Regions from separate parts of the Sus scrofa genome. Here region 1 is linked to region 2. A link is a contact called in public HiChIP or PLAC-seq data. All regions are on one chromosome and are shown on one strand. Each heading gives the region's core, a stretch centred on a gene start, on an enhancer-like site or on the middle of the called end of the contact. The rest is flanking DNA. Distances are from core to core; before and after follow the strand shown. Region 1 has its middle 110 kb from the start of ZNF330. Region 2 has its middle 44 kb from the start of IL15.

Evidence for each region. HiChIP or PLAC-seq counts read pairs in DNA pulled down with a chosen protein or histone mark.
Region 1: an H3K27ac HiChIP or PLAC-seq map of alveolar macrophages shows a contact between it and region 2. The contact joins two enhancer-like sites. A contact is called at or near these places in 1 of 47 Hi-C or Micro-C datasets (liver) and 1 of 2 datasets of contacts at active chromatin or transcription factors (alveolar macrophages).

What each region holds. Positions count from the first base shown.
Region 1 is chr8:85,926,236-85,933,944 of Sscrofa11.1, forward strand. No RefSeq gene overlaps it. Among named protein-coding and RNA genes, the nearest start is that of ZNF330, 110 kb to the right of the region's middle. Within about 2 kb of position 3,871, at least 2 of the 83 cell types and tissues checked have an H3K27ac peak or open chromatin away from gene starts, as enhancers often do. A contact at or near this core is called in alveolar macrophages, where this site is marked.
Region 2 is chr8:85,718,407-85,725,948 of Sscrofa11.1, forward strand. It overlaps a transcript of IL15 not described here. Among named protein-coding and RNA genes, the nearest start is that of IL15, 44 kb to the left of the region's middle. Within about 2 kb of position 6,060, at least 11 of the 83 cell types and tissues checked have an H3K27ac peak or open chromatin away from gene starts, as enhancers often do. A contact at or near this core is called in alveolar macrophages, where this site is marked.

The DNA of each region.
Region 1 (7,709 bases), core at 2,621-5,120, 210 kb after region 2:
GATAACACTGGGAGTGAATTTGAATGTGATTAGAAGATGGAGATGTTGACATGGGAATGTTGACACCTCCACTGTTCCAGACACTCCAGCTGTACAATGAAAGGAACTTAGTGAAGGTGACCCTATTGACATTAATGAGGAAAGAGGTTGTGATAAGGCGATGTCCCAGAAGTGACACAGGCAGAAAAATTCCCATTAAAGGAACTCTAGGGGGTATTTTATGACACTGAAAGACTTTGAAAGCACAGAAGAGAAAATGTTGGGAGCCTATCCATACTTAGAAAGGCTCATAAGTCATCAAGGCGTAGAAAAGATGCTCGCAGCATATCATAAATTATAGGAGATTGGGGTTAACAAATACATACTACTACATATAAAATAGAGAGCCAACAATAGTACTGTATAGCACAGGGAATTATACTCAATATTTTCTAATAACCTATAAGAAAAACAAATCTGGGAGTTCATATATATTCATATATATATATATATATATATGAATCACTGTGCTGTACACCTGAAACTAACACAACATTATAAATCAACTATATTTCAATTAAAATAATACATTATGGGACTAGAAGGAAAAAAGCCCTATGCAAACTACGCTGGATAAAACTTTCCCAAAAAATGTAACACTTAATTCTCAATGTTGTAATGTTTTAAATTACAATGTACTAAATAAATATTAATATTACTGCTTTTTCCATTTCCCTATATACATTTATGAGCAACAGTATGGGAATTCTTCATGTTTTGGCGAAAAGGTTTAAAGATCATGGAATGATCATAATTTTCCCATCGACTAAGATCATTTTGTACAATGCCAACATGCATTGCCGTTTTTATGATTCCACTCCTATGCACAAAGCAAAGACTTCCAGTCTATACAAATCTGGTATTTGTGTCACATTTACCATAAGTTGCACTCATTTCTCAGAAATAAGTGGTAAATATTCTGTGGTTTCCTGGACTAAAGAAAAAGTTATAATAGTCTTCAATAAGTTGTCTTGACCTGGAAACTATAATAAGCCATTTAAGTTCATTAATTTGCCGCAATATTTTCTCTTCCACTGTTTTATAACAACTCTCTTGGCCATCCAGAAAAAAATATGCCAACAAGTAGAGTGCACCTATATATGTGTGTGTGTATATATATATATATGTCTATAAATATATACCTATTATGTTTTGATAATGTAAAACTTCCTGATATCCACCAATTAAGGAAGGACAGTTATATTTAGAGTATTTATGAGGTATAACTTTATTACTCTTTTGCATAGGAAATAATATGAAAGTAATAGAAACCGTGTGGCTAAGTAGAGTTCCTTCAAGAAAGTGTTTTGATAAAGTTTGATTATTAGCATACAACCAGAATATCTATCGTTATATCTCTCTTAGGAGAGTTAAAACTTGTATTCCAATCACATTTTAAAATGCTAATTAGCTTAATTATACTCTTGATTTCCGTACTGTGACAAATTGAGATTTCTATAAAAAACAGAAAACTTCCAAAATATCTGAGTCTGAAATATAGGGTTCATCATTTCTACTTAATCATTAGCACTTGTACCTGATTCACCTCTATTTTCCATGGAGATGAAATTCTGATTTTCCAAACAAAACAGAATAAAGCAGTTTATCTCAAGGTCAACATTGTTACAATAAAGTATACTCCAGCAGACTTCACAAACCCCTGCACAATTCTATGAGTCCTATGTTTATATTCATCCCTTAAGCAAAAACAAAGAAACCAAAGAAACCTTCTTTAGTTATTAAAGATTCCTTGAAGTATCGGAAGCAAACAGATTGAGGTCAGTCTCTAAATCCTATGCTGGCCACACACAACCATGTCAATCCAGAAAAAGGAAAGAGTGAATTATTTCTACAAATTGCTGACATCTCTCACTGCAGGGAAGAATTCAAATCTTCCCTGAACAATCCCCTTATTTTAATTGCAGATAGGGATTTCCAGTGCTGTGGTTTACTGGGAAGAAACACAGAACTTGAAGTTGGGAGGTGGGAAAACACTGATGCTTTCACTTCCTCCTTTGTGGTCATTTTTTTAACCATTGAGTTGGCTTCCTGCTCCTCCTTCTTAATCACTTTTTTTTTTTTTTTTGCTTTTTAGTGCCAAACCTGCGACATATGGAGGTTCCCAGACTAGAGGTCAAATCAGAGCTACAGCTACCAGCCTACACCACAGCCACAGAAATGTCAGATCCTACACCACAGCCACAGAAATGCCACGTCTGCCAACTACACCACAGCTCACAGCAATGCCAGATCCTTAACCCACTCAGCGAGGCCAGGGATCAAACCCACAACCTCGGTTCCTAATCGGATTTGTTTCTACTGTGCCACAACAGGAGCTCCCATCACTTATCTTAAACCCCAACCTTCTCTATCTTATTTTCTCCTCCTCCTGCACCCCACATACACACAAAACTATTTCACAAGTTTAGTTTCACAAGTTTCACAAGGACACTCTGGTTTAGTTTCCTTATTTGTTAAATGGCAGAAAAGAAGACTAGGGAATAGCCTCATCTCCCTTAATGCTGAAATAGTCTGTTTATCCAAATTTTAATATGTATATTTCATTAGATTATTTATATGCATATAATATATACTATAAACATGTTCATAGTATATGTATTATAAAATATGTATATTATGCATACATATAAGTGTGTTTTTAGATAATTAAAAAAAGAGTTAAAAGTGATTTTAAGAGTAAAGTTTGGAATTATATGTCCAAGAGGAAAAGAAAGTTCAGAATAATACCAGAATGCTTATATGAAATGTTGTAAGTGGAAGGTTGAATACTATGTTTTTAACGTAAGATTTGGGGGAAAATCAAATTCTATATAGGTAGCTAAAAAAGGACAGTATTTGAAGTAAATGATAAATGGAAGCAAGTGGGTAGGATGATGGCTGGAAATGTAGAGCAGTCACAATCATGCCATGTAGTAATTCCAAAAAATTGTCAAAAATGTATGAGTTAAAAAAGTATAGAATGCTGAAAACAGTAAGATTCCTTTAGTTGAAAAAAAGGATGTACAGTGGGAAAGAAAATGATTTGTTGGGTCTGAGTAGTAGATGTTAAAGTTGCATCATTGGACAAAGGCTGATGGGTAAAAATAGAAGATGAGAAAGATTGACCGTATTGACAGAAAACAACCCCTAACACAATAACTTAGAAAACTGAGAGAGGAAGGAGATTTATAAGAAAAATAATGAGGGCGTTCCCATCGTGGCTCAGTGGTTAACAAACCTGACTGGCATCCATGAGGATACAGGTTCAATCCCTGGCCTTGCTCAACGGGTTAAGGATCTGGCGTTGCCATGATATGTAGTGTAGGTCACAGACACCGCTCGGATCCCACGTTGCTGTGGCCCTGGCGTTAGGCTGGCGGTTACAGCTCTGATTGGACCTCTAGCCTGGGAACCTCTATGTGCCGCAGGTGTGCCCCTAAAAAAGAGAGAAAGACAAAAAGAAAGAAAAATAATGAGTTAAAATTCTGTCTTTTTATGGAAACGCAACAATGGGAGGAAAAAGTATGTATACATGTATGTGTAACTTGGTTTCCATGCTGTACAGCGGAAAAAATAAAAAATAATAAAAAAGTTCTGTCTGTTTTTTCTCTAAGTTTCCATCTTTACCATGTATTTTAAGTAGCCCTCTTTAAATAAAACCTAACCTAGCAGGAAATGGTAACAAAGTACCAAAGCTTCTCAGGGATTCCTTAACTTGTTGAAACAGCACCCAATCTCTGCCTTCATTTTCCCATGTGCATGTGCCTGTGTAGAAACTTCCCCTTTTTCTAAGGACACCAGTCATGGTGGATTAGGGCCCCACCTAATGGAAATGGTAACAAAGTACCAAAGCTTCTCAGGGATTCCTTAACTTGTTGAAACAGCACCTGATCTCTGCCTTCATTTTCCCATGTGCATGTGTCTGTGTAGAAACTTCCCCTTTTTCTAAGGACACCAGTCATGGTGGATTAGGGCCCCACCTAATGACCTCATCTTAACCAAGTGAAGCTACAATGACCCTCTTTCCAGAGAAAGTCACATTCTGAGTATTAGAACTTCCACACATGAGTTCTGGGGATTAGAACCTCCCCATGTGAATCTGGGGAAAGAGGAGACCCAATTCAAGACCTAACAGGGTGAGAGAATCAGCCACTCCCTCGCTATTGCTAGAGCTTCTCAAAGCAGCCACTCAATTATTTTCAGGAGAAAAAAAAAAAAAAAGTGAGGTATTGAGTACAAATGTTCTGTACCTGTCATTGTACCTATACAGAGTTTACAAACCACCCGGGGGTCAGCTTGGTGGCACGGACCAGATAACCCCATCCTAAAGCAGCACTATGGAGAATTTGGGTCAGATAGTTATTTTCATGCGGCCTGTCCTGCATACTCCAGGACACTTAACAATGTCTGGTTTTTACCTACAAGATGCCAGTAGCACTGCCTCCTCCCCAGTAGGGCAATCTGAAATGTCTCCAAACATCTCCAGTGTCCCCTGGGAAGCAAATATCAAGCTTTTGAGAACCACTGTCCAAAGGGAAAATGACAAAGTATTCAAAAAAAAAAAAAAAAAGAGTTACATGAGTTACATGTCCAGCTAAGGTTTATAAGGAAAGAAGGATAAGGATGAGGATAAGTTGTCATGGAAAAAATTGAGAAAGTTAATGTAGCCAGATATTACATTTGGGTGGTTAACTTCAATATGAATTGTGTTTGTTGTATAAAAAGTGTGTCTGTCTTATGTTGGTGCATCACTTAACATATTTTAATCATTGTAGAAAACAGGATTCTCCAGGCTGACATCTGTTTTGATCAGTCAATACCTATGTTGAACCTATTATTAAATATTGTAAGCTCTGTGTGTGTGCATGTGTGTGTATTTTTAACACTATGTCTTAATCCAGAATTCAATGAAGAAATCCCCTTTCTGCAACTAAGTGTTCTCTTGTAACAGAAAATTAGAACATTTGGAAGGGAAAAGAGCAATCCAAGTGAATCCCAGTAAGGAATAACTAAACAAGTCCACATCCCCCTGGGAGTAACACATATTATAGATTGTACACAGTGTATAAGACCATGGGTACCATAGACAATTCAAGTAGCAAAAGAGAATATATAATAGAATCCCTTTTGAAGTAGTTCCATGGGGGGGAGGAATCTGTAATAACATACATAACACTTCTCAGGAGATGGATGATTTTTCATTTTTAAATCCCATATTTCATAATGTTTTAGGAGTTATTTTTTAAGTCTGTGTTTCTTTTGAAATCAGAAAAAAAAAAAAAGTTTAATTAAAGCTTGGCCAGAAGTCTCAGGGTTGCACCATCCACATGCAAAGAGAAGTCATCAGGAGATGCAGGGCTAAGGAAAGAGGCCAGGAGAAGTAGGAAATTCCTCACATGACTTGATGCTAACATTTAGTGGTGGAATGTAATAGCAGTAGCTTTGGAAAAGAGAAAAAAGATGTATCGATAAAGCTGTCAGTGCTTGAAAACAACCGGGGAAAGAAAGTAGCTCAGAGGCTTGGCTAGGAATGAAGTGAGGAAAACCTTGTCAGGAGGCAACCAAAACAAGTCAAATCAACTTTCCCCTGTGCCAGCAACCTCGGTCACACAATAAATCAAACTGAGCCTGGCCTGTCACGCTAAAGTCAACCACCGAATCAACTATCAATTGAAGTCACAGAGTTAAGCCTACAACAAGCAGATTTATTCTGGGGCTGTGTATAAATGAGCACAGAGATTCTCCTGAATAATGATCCAGAGAGTTCCTGTAACTCTACAATTAATATATGAAATTGAATCTAGTATCTTTTTGCTCTAGAAAAGAAAAACTTCTGTTAAAGACTCTTACCCAAGGCCTCTGAGACTAGTGGCATATTGAATCCTATCACCTGCCAAGAAAGGTTTCCAAAACATATGTTTCAAATCTTCTTATGCCTGCAACAGGCAAAAACATTTTTATGCAGTGAGAGCCATCTCCATCTTGGACTAGCAAGGATAAAGCAACAAAAGCACCTGCCAATACTGACATGTTTGAACTTGCTGGGAAATTCTAAGTAACTTGGGTCTTCAGTATTGAGTTTAAGGTCTCTCCAACAATGTACAATAAAGCCAATCTTAAGTTTTTTAATAACTTATTTATTTGATTATTTGCACATGAAATAGAAGCAATCATGTTATGTTTTTCATTACTCAGCAAAAAATTATATATGAATTTATTTTAGTTAGTACATGTATCAAGTTGTTTCTAACAAAAATCAGTCTGGTTCAAAAAAGCCAATAACAGAGTCAGAAAATATCACTCCCTGAAATTTTTTTAAAGTAATTTTAGGGAGGTCCCACCATGGCTCAAAGGACATGAACCCAACTAGTATCCATGAAGACAGGTTTGATCCCTGGCCTTGCTCAGTGGGTCAAGGATCCAGCATTACTGTGAGCTGTGATGTAGGCTGGCAGCTACTGCTCTGATTTGACCCCAGCCTGGCAACTTCCATATGCTGCAGGTGCAGCCCTAAAAAGATAGATAGATAGATGAATATACAAATGAATAAATAAATAAAAGAAGTAGTTATAGGAGTTCCTGCTGTGGGTTAATGATCTGGCTTGTCTCTGTGGAGGAACTGATTCCATCACCAGCCCAAAGGAGGCCAAAAAAGAAAGACACAAACAAACCAAAAAAACAGTTTTAAATATAAATCTATCATTACCTCCTCCAAAGAAAAAGAAAACTTTAAGTATTATTTTAACATATTAGTTGTGTGGTTTTTTTTTTAAAGATTCACATATATTTCACATATATGTGAAATCAGACAGTATTTGTCTTTCTCTGCCTGGCTTATTCCACTTAGCCTGCCTTCAGGGTATATCCATGTTGTCACACATGGTATGATTTCCTCATTTTTTATGGCTGAATTTCATTTGTACATACACACACACACACACACACACACACACACACACACACACCTTTTTAATCCATTCATCCGTCAATGGACACTTAGGTTGTTTCCAAGTCCTGGCCATTGTACATAATGCTGCCCTGAACATGGAGGGTACAGATATCCCAGAAGTGGAATGGTCGGATCATACGGTAGTTCTATCTTTAAATTTCTTAGGAACCTCCATACTATTTCCTCTATTGGATGTACAAATTCACAAGCCTGCCAACAGTGCAACAGGGCTCCCTTTTCTCTACCATCCTTGCCAGCATTTGTTATCCTCTGGTCTCTTTAAAAACAGCCATTCTAACAAGTATGAGGAGATAGCTCATTGTGGTTTTAATTTTTCTAACAACTGCTGCTGTTGAGCATCTTTCTATGTACCTGTTAGCTATTTGTATACCTTCTTTGGAGAAATGTCTGTTATGGTCCTTTGCCCATTTTTAATTGGCTTATTTGATTTTATGCTATTGAGTTGTATGAACTCTTATGAGCTCCTTATATAGCTTGGATACTAACCTTTTATTTTATATATGATTTTCAAATATTTGTTTTCCCATTTCATAGGTTCACTTTGTTGATGGTTTCTTTTGCTTTCCAATAGCTTTTTAGTTTAATATAATATATAATGTAATAATCCCACTTGTTTATTTTCTATTGTGATTAGGTGTGATTTTTTAAAAAATCATTACCAAGACTCATATCAAGGAGCTTTATTCCTATGTTTTCTTCT
Region 2 (7,542 bases), core at 4,810-7,309:
ACAAGCTTCCTGGAAAGCCAACACAACTGATGAATTCTGCAGGAGGCATGAGATTGAAATTAGCAAATATGCTGAAAGGCACAGGATGGGCACTGAGACCCATATGATTCTCACAAGGAAGGACCCTGAACCTGCTATGGTTACACCTGTTTACCCCCTGAGCTTCAAAGGAAGGGTGAATAAGAGTGGCTAAAACTGTGGTTTAAAGCTGGGTGGACTCCTGCCTTTCATACCCTATGTAGTCTAACCTTTCAATTATTAGCAGTAAAGGCTAATGCTTCTAGGAAGATAGTAGGCTAGCTTTTACAGGAAACACCTAACAAAGGGTGACCAAAATATTTTAAAAACAAAAAATTTCAACTCAGCTCTTCTGCTGTTTTGTCCCAAAATCTGCCTCAAGTTAAACAATACACCATTGAAGCATGACAGCAATGCACACTCTCCATTGCTGCACAGCAGTGATAACAGAAGATTAAGACTGACCTATCCAGATCGTTGGCCCATATGCAGCCAAACACATATCTGGGAAAACTCTTACCTTGTCTTTTAATTAATACTTATTTAAATACATACTTAGAATCAAAGCGCATTAGATACTCCAAAGAACTTCCAGCCAGGCATCCACATTTCACAGAGGAAAATAAAAAACGGGTCCCAAAGAGACTAAATGATTTTCTTCGACCAGAAGGGCTATCTCAGAATTGCTATGCATTTCCAGAAAAGATGCAAAGGTACTATTCGGAGCTGTAGTGAACAACGAAGCACTCGATACGCCAGCTGAGAGCTATCCCCAGGACTGCTCTCAGTGAGAGAGAGCTGCCCAGCACAAGGTCACAATACTCCTGGGGGGCTGGCTCCCTTCCTTGGAGTTGGAACATCCCTGCATGGTCATCACAGCTTCAAAGCTGGAGGAACACGGGGTTGACTGGCTGAGGCCTCTGCTGAAACTGCATCCCACTCCAACTTCTCCCTCTACCCACTCACTTCCATCAGGTGAAGTTCCTGCGAACAACCCAGGAAGTCTCCTGCATGGACGTCTCCAACTCAGAGTCTGCTTCCCAGGGAAGCCAACTTAAAAAAAGAGTATATTCTATTACTTGAGAAAATGGATGGCTAAGAAACACTTGGATTAAACTGACATAGATTGTAGGTCTTCCTTTAATTTGACAATGTGTACCACGAAACTCCAATGACTACCCAGAGTTACCGAAAGTTATTTCGCCAATGAACATCCTCTGAGACTTGTGTTCTGTGGAATCTTTTCTGGGAAACGCGAATGCAAGTCACTCAAGCTCATGTTAGATTTCAATTGCCAAAGTTACTCATGTCAATATTTCCTGAAATGGCAAAAGAATGGAAATAACAATAGGAGAACAATTTTTAAAAATTGAGGAATGCTTAGATTAAATTCTGATGTGTCCACTTAACGAAACAGTATGCATCCACGGGGAGTAAAAAGAGAAATCCTGTAAGTTCTAGAATGAAAATGGATCCAGTGTACCCAGAATGTATTTGTTTCTAAAAAGGAGAAGGATTAAATATATGTGTACATGTTCTTGTGTGTGCACAAATATTTCATATACCCTGGAAAATAAGAGCACTAATTTATTTCTACAGAAAGAAATTAAAAAGCTCTTTGACCCTTTGAATTTTAAATCATGAAAACAGATAACTGCTTCAAATAATTCAAATTTTGAAAATTAAAAGCAAAACACTGCCAAGTAGTAGATAAGCAGATATTTAAACACTTCGTCTAATCATATACGAAGAAATTCTCGGAAACAATGTGAGATAGCCTCTGTAAAGTTACTTCAACTCTGGGCTCTGTGAGGACAGGAACCATATCTTACTTGTTTATTCATAATGCCTGAAGCCTAGCAGAGCGTCTGAACCAGAGGCAGCAGTCAATAATTTTATTTTATTTTTTGCTGTGCACATGGCATGTGGAAGTTCCCGGACCAGGGCTCAAACCTGCACCACAGCAGAAACCCGAACCACTGCAGTGACAATGTCAGGTCCTTAACCCACCAAGCCAACAGGGAACTCCAATTTGTTTTAAAATTTAATCCTCTTGCTTCCATATGGCAAATGATTTAAAAGAGCCCTTTCTTTCCTTTTTTCCTTTCTTTTTTTTTTTTTTTAAAGCGTTTTTATGTGGGATCCACAGAAACTCTAGAAATGGAGAAAAAATGGCACATTCTCCTGATAGATTTCCCTGCTTTGGTTTTCCTCATATTAGCCTAGAGTCAGCAACATTTAAAAAGTATCTGGAGCTCTGCTGTCCGATACAATAGCCACTAGCCATATACGGCTATTTAAATGTAAATATTCATTATTGAAAATAAAATGAAGCTAGAAATTCACATCCTCAGTTGAGCTAGCCACATTTCAAGCCATGTATGGTTAGTGCAATCATGGTGGACCCAGAAGATAGAGAACATTTTCATCACTGCAAAAATTCTGGATGGCACTCAACTAGGTATAGTACAGACTTTGGTTTCTGATAAATCTGGGTGAATTCCAACTTAGGCATTTATTTTAGTAGGGTTTAGAGAAAGTTAATCTCTAAGTTTCTTCAGCTGTGGCATAGAGAAAATTATAACCCCTACTCACTGGGCCACTGTGAGGTTCAAGTAAGTTCATGCAGACTACACCCAGTGAACACTTGAAAATGCTACGTCTCAGCGATGATCACCACGGTGAATGCAATTCCTCACCATGAACCAGTCATCTCATCTCTCACATTCCGGTTCTGCTACCCTTCCCACAGGACTGGAAAGAGAAGAAGTGGCCATGAACATGATCAGAGTCTAGTTCAGTGTTATTCAAGTTCTAGTTTACAACCGAGAACACGTGCACTAATCGCTTCTTCAGGAAAGTTTTGTTAGGAAAAAAATATCAGATGAACTAAACGTGTTATTGATTAGGTGAATTACATCTGGTGCAAGCTCTTTATTAGGGCAGGTCCTAGGAACAAACATTTTCCGACTTTGGATTGCAATAGCCTTGGTGGAAACACATATCCCTTATATTATTTTTAAATTCTCACGGAGTCTGTTAAACCGTTCCAGAAGTAGGGCCAAATCTAGGGTGACAGAATAGAATGGGAAAGGACAGCTGGATCAGTCCAGGTAAGGTTTTTATAGTTGGTAACATTGAGCTAAGTTTTGAAGAACATAAATATGATGAAGGAAGAGACAGAAGTGGAAAAGAATGACAAAGGCCTAATACCAAGAGAAAGGAAAGGGACAAATGTGAGAGAAGCCTCGTAGCTTTAGCCCTTTAAAAACAAAGCAATATCTTCCTTTTATCCCATAGGCCAAGACACCCCCTTGTTAATTTGTGGCTTCTCAAACAGAAAACGATATAGTCTTGATATTAAAAGACTATTAAAAGATTATAAAGTGGCCAATTTTGGCCTGTTTAGTCCTACTACGCAGTATCTTCATATAATTGGAATATTACATATAAATAATTTTAAACTCTAAAATGTATATGGAAAGCTATTCTGGCAACTTCAAATATTTGCACTTAAAGAGACAGGAACTATGATGGAAAAAATAAAAATCATTAAAAAATAAAAAGATAAATGAGCCCCAAACCAAGAAGTTCCCAAGTGTGTGTTTATAATGAATGTTCTTCTTTTGCCTCCTTCAGGTATTTGTATAAAAAGATCTATATAAAAATTATTCTTTGTCATAAAAATCAACCAATCATTACTAAACAATTTTCCAGTACTGCCACTCCAGATAATTGTTTAACTATTAAAGTGTGTGTTATGATTTATAATAGCCTTACTGGTACCAATCTCTAGATGATTGCCCGGTGCTGCCGAGGAAGACATACCTCATCTGTTGTAGCATGAAATGCTGTATGACATTTATAATGATGCATATTTCTTATTACCTGCTGATAATAACCTATGAGTGAAAATGACAGCTTAATGATATAGCTGCTCTCCTGCTGGCAAATAACTGGATTCAAACATTTCTATGGCTTCTCACTAATCTCAACCAGAAGCAAGGAAGTATGACTACCACAGTCCTCCGAAACAACACTTAAAATTAAGTTTAAAAAAAAAAAAAGCTAAAGCAAAGCTAATTTTTAATGAAATACAGGCACAATTAAGTCCATTAATTCCTCAGTACCCTGTCTCACTAGAGCTGGTTATCATTTTCCTAATGTTTTATTTCTCTTGCTGATTAGGCTTCTGGTATTTCCCACTCCAAATATTTGGCTTGTTGTGAAGTGGATCAAATGATTTACCCTGAACACTGAATCAACCCAGTGGGCCATACATGTGCTATAGCTATCTTGTTTCTGAGGTATGCCTCAGAAGCTTGTTTCTGAAGCTTGCAGGGCTTCTCCTGACAAGTTAGACTAAACTTCCCAAGTCTACAGAGAAAAGCAGAAGTGCCTATGAAGCCGCTCTGAGGTTGGCTGTCTCCATTAATAAAGTTTATTTAAAAACTGGCAGAGTGCTTGGCCTCCCAAGTTCCAGTGTGGTCCATGTGGCTGCTGGCTTGCTTTTCCCTGGATTAGATGGTGGAACATGTTTACCTTTCTGGCACTGCTGGTTCTTTCTTCTCCGCCAGCACTGTGTGTCACTACCTAGTACATAGATAACAAAATGCTTGCACCCAGATTAGGAGACTTAATCAGTTTTAGTTCTTGACCTCCTTTCACTGGTCTCATTAAATATTCTTATTTAAATAGTAGTTACTAAAATTACTATGAATGGATCATCATTCCAAACTTCTCGCCATTTTTCTCAGATTTCTGCTTCTCCCATGTTCCTCAGCTTTTGTGCAAAGAAAATGGGCTGTACAGACGTCATCAAATACTTAATGTGCCCCATTCCTTCTGTGGGATTATGTATTTGTTATAGTTCTTAAGATTCTGACCCTTTCTGCTGGATGCCCAAGATGGCTACATTTTTGTAGTTTCAACTTACTTTTAAGGACTGTTTTGGTTTGTTTTCAGAGGGGATTATGAAGAGGCAAATGTGGGTGGCTTCTTCCTGCACCAGAGCCACCCCTAAATTACAGAGGCTGCGCTATTAACTAAAATGGCCATATTACTCACAAGAAGATTCTTTGAAAGACGTGGAATGAGAACAAAGGAAATTGGAAAGTCTTGCAGAATATATGTACAACATAGGCTTTTCTCCATCCAGCTAGAGAACATAGCATTCTAAGCAGTTAGCATTAAATGGGTCACTACCATGGGCTGGAACCACAAGCATTCATTTTTATAGAAATAAAACCTCTCTGGGTTCATGTAAACAACGGCAGTGGGCACTGCCATGGAATAGACTGGAAGCCTACAGACCTGGACCCTGGTTCTGGTTCTGTCTTTAGACAGCTATGTGACCAGAGCAACGCTGTTCATGTCTCTTAACCTCAGTTTCCTCATCTCTAAAACAGGGAAGCTTGATTGGAATGTGTCTAAAATCCCTTCCAGTATTCTATTAAGGTCATAGGTTGGTTACCAGCATATTATCAAATTCATCCATGTTATGTTAAAACCATCTCATTTGAACTTGAAGGAATTCCTCTTGTCTAATCCTCCTAATTTCCCAGAAGAGAAAAAAAGTGCAGAGAAACTAAATGTATTGTCGAGTGTTATACAAATAGGTAAAAACAGGTCTACCTTGTGTTGGATGCCCAGCTTAATCCTTCACTGGCAGTTCATTCGCCAACAGGGAGCACAAGGCATGTGCTATGCCTGGTACCGCCTCACGATATTAGCTCATTTTCAAAACAGGTCTACTTGTCCCTAAAAATCTAGGGTTATAATATGCTTGAGGCTTTCAACCTTGTTTATAAGGTGATAACTAAAGGGCTATCTTAATAGATTCTGAATTGTTTTTCCTTCACACCTTAGTTTAACAATCCTGTGCCAGTAGCACTAGCAAAATGCTGCTACACTGCCACTTATTTCCAAGCAGCTGCTTTCTGGGTCAGAACAACGAAAGTAAACACACCACCCACAACTGCTATGAAACAAGTCTGATTCATCCTAACTCACTGTAGCCCAATTTACAGCTCTGTCTCAGAGGAATGGAAAGATGGAATTTTCACAATCTCCTTTACACTGTGGCCAAGCTACCACACTCTTGCTTTTATACTGGGATCTTTGGGATTTTTGTCCAATGTTGTTTCACCACAATAATGGTGAATATTATTATATATTTACATAGCTACTGTTTCCTGAATGAATCAGTTGGGAGGCAGGAGACCAGATAGTTCTTAGGTTAGAGGAAGACCCAACAAGGGTAGCTGGCTCCGTCTTTGGAAATCCACCTTGTGGATTCTTAAGAAATCAGATGGTTTGTAGAATGCCAAGCCATGCTCAGGAACTAATGCCAAATCTGTGAAAAACCCTTGGGAGAAAGAAATTCTATTTCAGTTTGGCAGCCCAGAGCTGGACAGAGTCAGAGACGAGAAACAGAGGGTGAGATGAGGAAGAAGGTTGTAGTTGCTGTCTCCTGCTCCCTCCCTCATTTTCCCCAAAAGGTAGGATGGAGAGATGCCTGCTTCATTTGACTGATACTTGCTGGCTGTGCCTATATGGTGGGGCACTCAGAAAAACTGTCAACACCAACTACAGAAGCCCAAACCCTGGGTCCAAGTAATTGCTTTTCCCATAACTACTTCCAGATAATGAGGCACCAACAGCAAGAGACTGGAAAGGATCCTTGGAAAACAAGGTATCAGAAGAGTGGAGAGTCACAGAGTTGTTAAATGCAGAAGGCAAGAGTCAAAGTTCTTCAACCTGAAGGATGCCCCTACCAACATATTTGGAGAACCCTAACCCAGAGCCAAGGGTGTTGGCTCCCAGCAGATAGACACTAGAGTAACAATGATCTCAATTTAAGAAAGAGAAGCTTACAGGGAAGAATGTACAGTGGGGACTCTGCCAAAGAGTGACGGACACTGGAAAAAAGTGTGTCAGATGTGGAAAGCCTAGTGGAACAGATAAGAATTGAAATAAGAATTTCATAAAATAATAAATACTTTGTGGAACAGTAAGAGGGATTTTGGAAACATGAATCAGGAGGAAGAAATTATGAAGAAATAACTGAGTATAATAAATATTTTTTAAAATAAAGGATAAAGTAAGGAATTAAGTAAGTCGCTTGAATGCCAGAATGAATACTGCTGTAGCATGAAACAATGAGCACCACAGATCAAGGACTATCCTGGAAGGCACTAGGGACTCACAATTAGAAGAAGAAAATGAATGAAGAGTCGAATGATATGGAGGATGAAAGCAGAAATTCCAACTTCTGTCCACTTGTGGTCTGGAAAAAAATTAGGGAAATAAATGAGAAAATAATAATCAAGATTTTTCAAAAATCGCAAACGTTAAGACCTCAAAATAAAGACGATACAGTTAAAAACAAACCCACAGTCAAAGTCAGGAATATTTTAGTGGAATTCAAGAATATTCAAGCTAAGTAAAAACTTCATAATATTCATTAGTATGGAAGCAGAGAAAGGTCAGATAGACATCAGGCTTCTCGAGGGAAACAACAGA